Regions from separate parts of the Rattus norvegicus genome. Here region 2 is linked to region 1. The links are chromatin contacts, called in public Hi-C maps. All regions are on one chromosome and are shown on one strand. Each heading gives the region's core, a stretch centred on a gene start, on an enhancer-like site or on the middle of the called end of the contact. The rest is flanking DNA. Distances are from core to core; before and after follow the strand shown.

What was found. Hi-C and Micro-C count contacts between places; a contact is called where the count stands out from the background.
Region 2: a Hi-C map of hepatocytes shows a contact between it and region 1, with 2.7 times the contacts expected there. The contact joins the promoter of Pik3r4 here to the promoter of Atp2c1 in region 1. A contact is called at or near these places in 3 of 12 Hi-C or Micro-C datasets (the Rat2 cell line, hepatocytes and mammary epithelial cells).

The regions. Positions count from the first base shown.
Region 1 is chr8:115,007,792-115,012,207 of GRCr8, reverse strand. Atp2c1 (ATPase secretory pathway Ca2+ transporting 1) reads left to right here and starts at 2,127. Exons shown (of 28, transcript NM_131907.2): 1 at 2,127-2,413; 2 at 2,699-2,884. The coding sequence starts at 2,879.
Region 2 is chr8:115,144,659-115,149,127 of GRCr8, reverse strand. It overlaps Pik3r4 (phosphoinositide-3-kinase, regulatory subunit 4), which reads right to left and starts at 2,441. Exons shown (of 20, transcript NM_001401214.1): 1 at 2,047-2,441; 2 at 487-1,260. The coding sequence starts at 1,219. It also overlaps a transcript of Rpl29 not described here.

The sequences.
Region 1 (4,416 bases), core at 878-3,377:
CAGTTTTCCATGGAGTGGAGTACTTCCACATGGTCATGCATTTTGCATTTTAGTTTCCTTCTTACACACTGAGGTGGGAATAGCTATATAACACTCACAGAAGGATCCAGCATGCTCTGAGGAGGAAATGAAAGAGGAGAGCATGCTGCTCTGGCTTTAATAGTATTAATTAAAGCTTTAATATGTAAATTGTATGCATATACATAACAAATTCTAACTCTCAATCGTAGGAAATAGAAGTTGATGTTACTGATGTTGGCTAGTGTGGGATAGTTAGTGATCTGGTACAGAATGGGAAACCCATCTCAAGCAACACACGTGTAGTTTCAGCTAATCAGTCCAATAACTAACAATACAGAGGCCCTAATTTTCTTTTCTTTTGCTGTCATAAGCCATCAGAAGCAGCAGGAAAGGGTTTACTTGGTTTATACTTTCTATCACTGAAGCAATCCAAAGCAGGGACCTGGAGGCAGAAACTGAAGCAGAGCCCAAGGAGGAACACTGCTTCCTGACTTGCTTCTCATGGTTCCCTTGGCTTCCCACTGTGTATAACCCAAGACCACCCATAGTTTCTGGGTACTCCCACATACCTCAATTACTTCCCCACAGACTTCCCTGAATGTAGGTCTATGTGATGGAGACATTTTGAGCTTCCATTTTACCAGCTGACACCAGCTGTGTTAAGTTGATAAAAAGAAACCCCAGCACAACCATAAAGTTGTTGAATTCTAAGTGTTTATACAATGTAATCTTCCTTATAAACTGTGTTTTAAATTATGCTTGTTGCAACATTAATATTCTGTAAGTAATAACTGTTACAAACCAACTTTAAAACTGAGCACCAGACAGCAATTTTATTATAGAAGCCACAGGCTTATGCCATGGGGCATATAAACATCATTAAGCATGCATACCGAAGTGGAGATGAATTATAGATTTCTACACTAGCGCGGCCTGGAAATTGTGGCCATCCTCCGCTTCTGTTTCCTTTGAGTGGCATGAACTACTATGTCTAGCAATAGCTCATTTTTCAAAATAGAAGGAGTGTGTACGTCAAGCCAGAAGCTATCCAGAAGTTTTGATTCCAAATGAGCTTAACAGGCACCCTGCATAGTAAGACAGACAACTTGGTCCATTATGTTGAACGTGTGTTGGAAGCATGTTATAGGAACCGATATAGAAGAGCAATTTTTTTTAATGGTTATTTGGTCACGGAGGAAAAATAGCTGTAGAGGCTTTTTCTTTGGAGCAGATGGCAAGGGAGGGGTCTTTGGAGGATGCTCCAGCACTGGCCACAGGTGCAGTCCTGCCCTCTAGTGGATATAGGTGAGAGTGGTTCAATGGCTACCTGCGCTTTAAGAATAGCAACTATTCATTAAAAATCATTTACTAGGGGCTTGTGTGAGGTGCTAAGTGAAAGGCTGACTTGGAAAATGATAGCGGCCAAAGTAATATTGGTTCTTCGGCTTCGATGGGAAGGCGACTGATTTCTAGATTCTATCCCAGCTATTCTGGTTGCATATACTCAATGAGAAAGGTCAGGGGTCCTTCCTCGAGCTGTCATTCTGAACCTTTCATAAACCTGGGGCTTCAGAGCACACTCCTGAGCAGGAAAGGATTTTGGAAACCGGCTCCATGATGACTAGTCCTCGCAAGACCAGAGACGCAGCCAGAGCTCGTGTTTACAAGTGAGGGTACGGCGTGGAGGAGGCCGCTGACAGGAACACCAGCTTCTCTCTGCGTCGTCCGAGGAGATTGTGACGGCTGTGAGTTGGGAGAGACTTCCAGAGCTGTGCAGAGAGCGCCCAGGCGACTCTGTGACACGGCTATGGCTGTGCCTGTCTCGGTCTCGTTCCCCCGGCCTCCTGGAGAGAATGTGTGGCTGGAGACAGGGACGGGTGTGCTTCCGCCCCTTGGGCCGGCGGGTGTGTGGAAAGTGGGCAGGCGCTATCCTGAGAGCCCAAGGGTTAGCCTTGGGCCCCGCGCGCTCTCCTACAAACCCTCTGCATCCCCAGACAACGTCCATTAGGGCCCGCAGGCTCGCTTCACTGCACTTCCGCTCACCCTCGCAGAGAGCCGGAGTGCGCCTGCGCGCGCGCCTCTCCCGGCGGAAGTGGTAGCGACAAAGCTCGGTGGGCGGCGGGCGGTGTAGTGCAGGGAGCGCCGGGCGGCGGGCGGCAGGGAGGGGCGGAGCGCAGGAGGTGGAGGCGGGAGCAGAGCTGCTCGGCCGTGCGCGGAGACGCGCGGAGCCGGCGGGCCAAGCTTGACGGGCCCCTCGCCGCTCCTCCTCTCCCCTCCCTGCCACCATCCTGCTCGTTCTCCTCCGGACGCGGCTGGGCTCCGTGTGGCGCCACCGTGCCGCCAGCAGTGCCCGTTCGCCCGAGGCGCGTGGGGCGCCCCCGCAGCCCCGCGAGTGAGTCCTCGCAGCTTGGAGGGAGGGAGGACGTCTTGGGGTGCCAGGGAGGATTCCGGGTATTTACTCCTGCCCCTATTTCCAGAAACTTCCAGGTCCGGAGGGAAGGGGGCGTCCGGGGAACGTCTCTTGCCCGTAGGGCGCCTCTAGGGCGCCGCCCGGCTGGTGTGTGTCGCTGGCGCTGCAGGCGGCGCAGGGGGTGGGCTAGGGTGGTGGCGGCGGCTGGGCGGGGGTCGCCCTGCTCCTCTCCCCTCTCAGCTCCGCTTCTCCTGGTTTCTCTTGCAGATGCTGCTGCTAGGGGTGGTGGGAGCAGCCGTGGGACGCGTGGCCGGGAGCGGGGGTGACAGCCTGGGATTCCAGGGTCTTCTCTTCCTTGTCCTCCTCCTCTCCTCTCTATTCCCAGTGTGGCCGTGGCTGACACTAAAGACTTTGTAGCCATCAACCAGAGTGCAGTTTCGATGGAAAATGAAGGTAAAGGCCCCTGGCAGATGGGCTTGTAATACAAGAGTTGAGGGTGTGGTGGTTTGCTTTTTAAGTTGTCCTTTCCCACCTTTTTATTTTCCTGATTTTATGTAATTGATTTTTCTCCCCCTTTGCATGTGAAATGTCAGAGGATTTGCTTCCCTAAGGGCATGTAGCTTTTATTTTGGTAACATGGGCATTGCGGGGATTAAGGTTCTGCGGGTGACAGCTTGATTCTGCTTTCCTGGGAAATGGTTATTTTCTTTAGCTTAGGGAATGGAACGGAAGTTTTCATTTGAGATAGCATCTGAGCACATCCTTATAGCTCTTTGAAAGGAATCCGTGGGTGCGAAGTGGAAAGGGGCAGAGAAGGCAGTGGGTCAGATCTCTGTATATTTGCGTAGCAAGCTTTGTTAGGGCGTGTGACTGAATCATAAAAAGATTTCTAAAATAAATTCCAGCTTTGACAAAAAGCGTTTTTGAACTCAGATTAAGGGGGAAAAAAAAAACAAACCCAAAATCAAAACACCCTAACCCTTTAGTTTAATGAAATTTTCAGAGAGTTTCCTGTCTTAAAGTCCCGCCCTATTTCAAAACATCTTTGGGAGGTTGACAGTGGAACCTGTTTGTCCCTATTACACATCGTGTTTGGACGCATTTGTCTGTCACATTACTGGATCGCTTTGGCCTCATTCAAATAATGCTTCTCATTTATAGCACTTAGGTTTTAAAAAGTATTGACTAACTGAGTAAATGATTTTTCTTCCCTCTTGAACTAACCATGTTTATTGTTTATGCTGACTTTCTGGCTTGTGTATAATTATCTTTCTTTTTTCCCCACCTCCCTTTTTGACTGGACTGCAAGATGCTAGAAAAGGTACTTGACAAATCATTTCTTCCTCCCTTCCCTTGTTTGCTTTTAAAATCTGTATCTGGTACACAGGAGCTGCAGTGTAAGTTGAATGCTTTTCCCATTGTTGAGAATGTAAGCTTGATTGGCTAAGTAGGACTTTAAATCTTAAAATAGGTGTTTCTTGTGGATGTCGTAATCTGTTGTGCGATTGGAGAACCGTGGCATATGTAGGAAATATGGTGAGAGGCATGGTTAACTTGGCCCGTTTCATTCTAGAGGGATAGTTGGTGGAATGCGTTTTCTGACACACTGAAGTGTGTAACTGCAGAGGAGTTTATGCTAATTGGATCTTGAGGAAAGCAGTTGTGTTTTTTTTCTGATGGTATGAAAAATTATCCTCTTGTCTTTTATAGATTTCAGAAAGTCAGATTTTTTTTATAAGACAATATTAAGCCCATTCATATAGCGGTTTCTATTTAGAAATCTCTGTAAGTAAATCTCAGAGTTACTGTACATATCCGAGCTATTTTCAGAGTATTACCAGATTTAGCAGAGTAGCCTGAAGTAGGTGGATACTTGGCTGTTGGTTTCCTTTCTCGGTGTCTTAGGAATCAGAGTGCGAGTAATGGAGCTAGCGCTTGTCAGCTGAGATAGGGGCGGCGGTTGTTAGGAGTGTGTCTGTATTTTA
Region 2 (4,469 bases), core at 1,192-3,691, 140 kb before region 1:
CACACACACACACACACAATCACAAATACACCACAGCTAACGCCAGTCCCGCTGTAGGCCTCAGTTTGAACACCACCTCTCTAGGGGAGGCCTTTTCTGACACTGCCTCTCCACCTATCACTCCCAGAGGCTTATTTAACTATGTGCTTCTATAACAGTGACTTAGGCTGATCACCACCGTAGCAAACACAAGGTGAAAGTGACTTAGGCTGATCACCACCGTAGCAAACACAAGGTGAAACAGACTTTTTCTCTCTTAAACCTGACACGTAGCATCCTTGCGTGCCACCAGCACTGCGAAGTATATGTTCTCATTTGTTTAAATGAATGAGAAGTATTTTGCATCTCCTCATCACTGAAGCAAGTCCAATGAGGAAATCATGTATCTGTCTGAAACAGTCTTAAGAGGGTACAGCAAGAAACCTTTGAAAATCGGTCAATTTACAAAAAGCTACATTTCTGTTTGTCAGTGACTGACTCACATACCTGCTGAAAAGATGTCCATGGCCCTCTTCAACTCTCCCCGTGTTCTCTGATTGCTATTTAGGTCGACAAGAGGAGTTGAGGGATCTCTCATGTATTCTAACTCGGTGGCGAACATACCGCCATCCACGAAACGCTCAGGGGCGATGTAGCAAGTCCTCCTCCTCGAGGTGTCAAAGAAATAGTTGAAATCTGCTGGGTTGTCCTCTGGAAGATAAGTGGGCTTAAAACTGGCAAAATCAGTGAGGAGAACCCAGTTCCAACTGGTGACCATCACGTTCTCTGTCTTGATGTCACCGTGGCGGACTCCAGACTTGTGTGCTTGGTCCACAGCTGTCAGGATCTGGAAGGCGATCCAGCGCTTCTCGATGTTATTTAAGAAGGGACGGGTACTGATACGGTCGTAGAGGTTGTCCCTCACGTACTGCCTGAACAGCATGGCCGCTTTCTCCGATGCTTTTTCTGCTGCTTTCTGGAAAGGTAAGCAGTTCTGGGCCGAATGGAGCCTGATTTTCAGTTCCTCCAGCTCCTGTTTATAACTAGTTAAAGGCAACGTGGGATCCTGGATTGCAAAGACCTTCACAACCACCAGGCCCTCCCGGTGCTTCGCTCGAGCAACTTTAAAAAACCGAGTACTTCCCAGACTCTTATCATATTCAAAGTCATGGATGTCTGAGAAGTAGCTCTCTACGGACAGGATCTGGGAAGGAGCAATACCAGCTAGTTGGTTTCCCATAATGATGGGCACCCCTGGGTTGGCAGGTTAACACACAATACCTATATAAAAGGATGGGAAGAGGGAGAGAAACAAACAGTGAAATTGCCATGATTTGGCCTTTTCCTAAAAGACAGTTGCATCATTATTTACTAAGTAAATTCAGAAAAATTTACCTAAATAGGTTTTATTACTTTTATCTAAAAAGATGGTGCTACTTCACGCCATCCTTTCCAGTAACTAAATCATGTTTAAATATATGCATGCCTTCAACGTTTTAATTTTTGTTTTTAAGATAAGGTCTTGTGTAGCCCAGGAGGGGGTTGGAACTCCAGATCCTTTATCCTCCACCTCCCAAGTGCTGAGATCCCACCATTCCAACGTGATCTCTTAAACATTAAGCTAAAATGTTGAAACATGTATTCACTGATGTTCAGATTTTAAAGTCTGGCTGCACCTTTACCCTGACTGTTCAGTAGTGTTTGACACTTTGGAAGTCGCAAAGGTACCGGATGACTCAGTCCTTGCCCGAGAAAACTACATTTTAGTTGCAGGTAAGAAACACATTAAACGCTTAAATGAAAGAATCACATGACACAAACGGGTCATTTAATTCCTGGGTCAGACAGATCTATAAAATGAGCATCAACTGGGCCCCTCCAGCCGCCTTGCGGTGATGTCTCCCTCCTCCGAAACCAAGGCAAACTCCCCCAGTTTGCAACAAGAAACCCCGCCAGAGACATTCAAGAAAAGTAAGGCAAAATGCACACTGCCCCAAGTTACCTAACCCCGTATTTTGCAGGAACTATCTCCCTACCGCACAGTTTAGCACTCAGGGAAACATTTACCCCAGGCCTCTGGCAACTCAAAAGTCGCTGAAAGATCCCAGGGAGGTCTTGGCAGAGCTGAGGGGCTTGGGCGTGAACAGAAGTCGGCGAGGAGAGTGTTTTCTGTGAGGGGTCTTCCTTTCAGACAGAGGACCTGGGGTCGTTGGGGGAGGAGCGCAGAAATGTCCGAAATCTAGAGCTGGGGGTGAACAACTGGGAGAGCAAGCATACTCGGGACTCCGGACAACCAGCAGCCTCGCCTGAGGCTCCTCCCCTGCCGCCCTGGGCCCGCGCGTGTTCGAGTCCCCGGATCCCCGGGCCTTTGCGCCAGCCCTGGACGGGGGACAGTGCCAGCACCCGTCCAGGAAGACTACTTCACCTGCGGCGAACGCTGAACTCCCGGGAAAGCCGCTGGGTTGACTTCACTTCCTGTTGAGAACGGAAGTGACGGAGGGAGACTTGAGGAAGCGTTCAGTAGGAAGCCGGTTGCTAGGAGACAAGGGAAGGAGGCGTGACCTCACTGCCCTAAGCTGAAGGTGCTTTCCTTCACTAGACTCCGGGGCCGCTGGCTCTAAAAAAACTTACCCACGTACTTAGAAAACCTAGTTCCCCAAACAAGTTGGATTGCAACTTTATTGAGTGAGAATTTATGTATCATAAAGTTCGTCGGTTTAAAAAGTGCACAATTGGGGTGACAGGAATCTTTAATCTCATTACTCAGAAGATAGAGACAGTGGCTCTCTGTTAGAGGCTAGCCTATCTATAAAGAGAGATCCTCTCTCCACAAAAATGTATGTATGTATGTATGTATGCATGCATGTATGTTTGTCTGCGTGCATATTTTGTATATACACACCCAAGTTATCTGGGTATGGCTGAGCCAAACCAGTCATGACCTCACAGCAGGAGTAACTGCTATTGGGGAAGGATATGCACCCTACCACTCTAAACTCTTGGCTTCTAATGTATTCTAGGAGAGAAACACTCACTTTCTTCAATTGAGTCCCTACTGAGTGCCTACCAGGCTCCAATCCATAGTCCCAAACTCACTGCCTAAACTTGGTGGGTCTTGAGAAAAAAAAAAAAAAAAAGACAGGTTTGAAAGTATCGGTTAAGGGGTTGCGGATTTAGCTCAGTGGTAGAGCGCTTGCCTAGCAAGCGCAAGGCCCTGGGTTCGGTCCCCAGCTCCGAAAAAAAAATTTAAAAAAAAGAAAGTATCGGTTATTAGGAGTGGGGGATGACAGTAATCACATTATACATGTATAAGATTTTCTTAAAAATCAAGTCAAAAACATTTTTTCAAAGTGTCAAGATGAACTGGTTTTAATTTTTTATTCACTTTATTTTTAAAGGCAAGGTTGTATTCTGCATTTCAGACTGTTTCACCAAAGAAAAGCCTGAAGCTGTGAGCAGTCCCTTGTCATTTCTCCCTCCTTCCTTCCCTCCCTCCCTCCCTGCCACTTTGCCTCCCAGCAATAGGCAATCATTTCATTGTGTTTCTGTAAGACGTTGCCTATTCTGGACATTTCAAATAGGAAGAATAAAACATATAGTCTGATTTCTTTGCATTTGCCAAATGTTGAAGGTCATCATGGCTGTGGTTTTTGGTGCTCCATTTCTTTTCCTTACCAAGCATTCCCTTGTGTGGAAATGCTACATTGTGTCATCTGGTCTGTCAGCAAATGGGATTTGTGTCTGCTTCTTGGTTATCAGGAATAAAGCTTGTAGGAACATGTGTGTGTAAGTCTTTACACTGTGGTGTGTTTCAAATACAAATGCCAAGGAGATGACATGTGTATTCATATCAGAGCCCTGAGTTTAACGTTTTGAGAAACTGCCAACTTCTTTTCCACAGAGTACCCATCCTTACATCCCCACCAGCACAATACGGGGCTCCTGATTCTTCTGTGTCCTTTCTGGCAATGACGTCATCCATTTTCCATTAATAGACCATCTTAGTAGGAACAAAGTGACATCTCCTTTTGGTTTGATTCGCAGTTCCCCAAGGATTAATGATGTTTCCCATCTCTTCCTGGACCTGTTGCCCATCTGTTTCTCCTCCCTGGGAAGGTGACTATTTAAATCCTTTGTCAAAGTCTTAAATGTAGTTTCCTGTTTGATTGCCTTGCATGCTTGGGACCTTAAGTGCCACCCCCTGGAGTCTCAGAATAAAATCGTAAATACTTTGTATTTAATTAACTTCACTTCTTTTAAAACGTTTTTAAAACGTTTTCAGGTTTATATGTATGGATGTTTTGGCTTCGTGTGTTTATATGCACCACCTTCATGCCAGTGCCTGTGGAGGTCAGAAGAAGGCACCAGCGTCCTTGGAACTGGAATTACACGTTAGAATGAGTATTAGCCACCACATGGGTGTTGGGACTCAACCCCGGGTCCTGTGCAAGAACAAGTACTATAAACCTCTGAGCCAGATGTTCACAGTG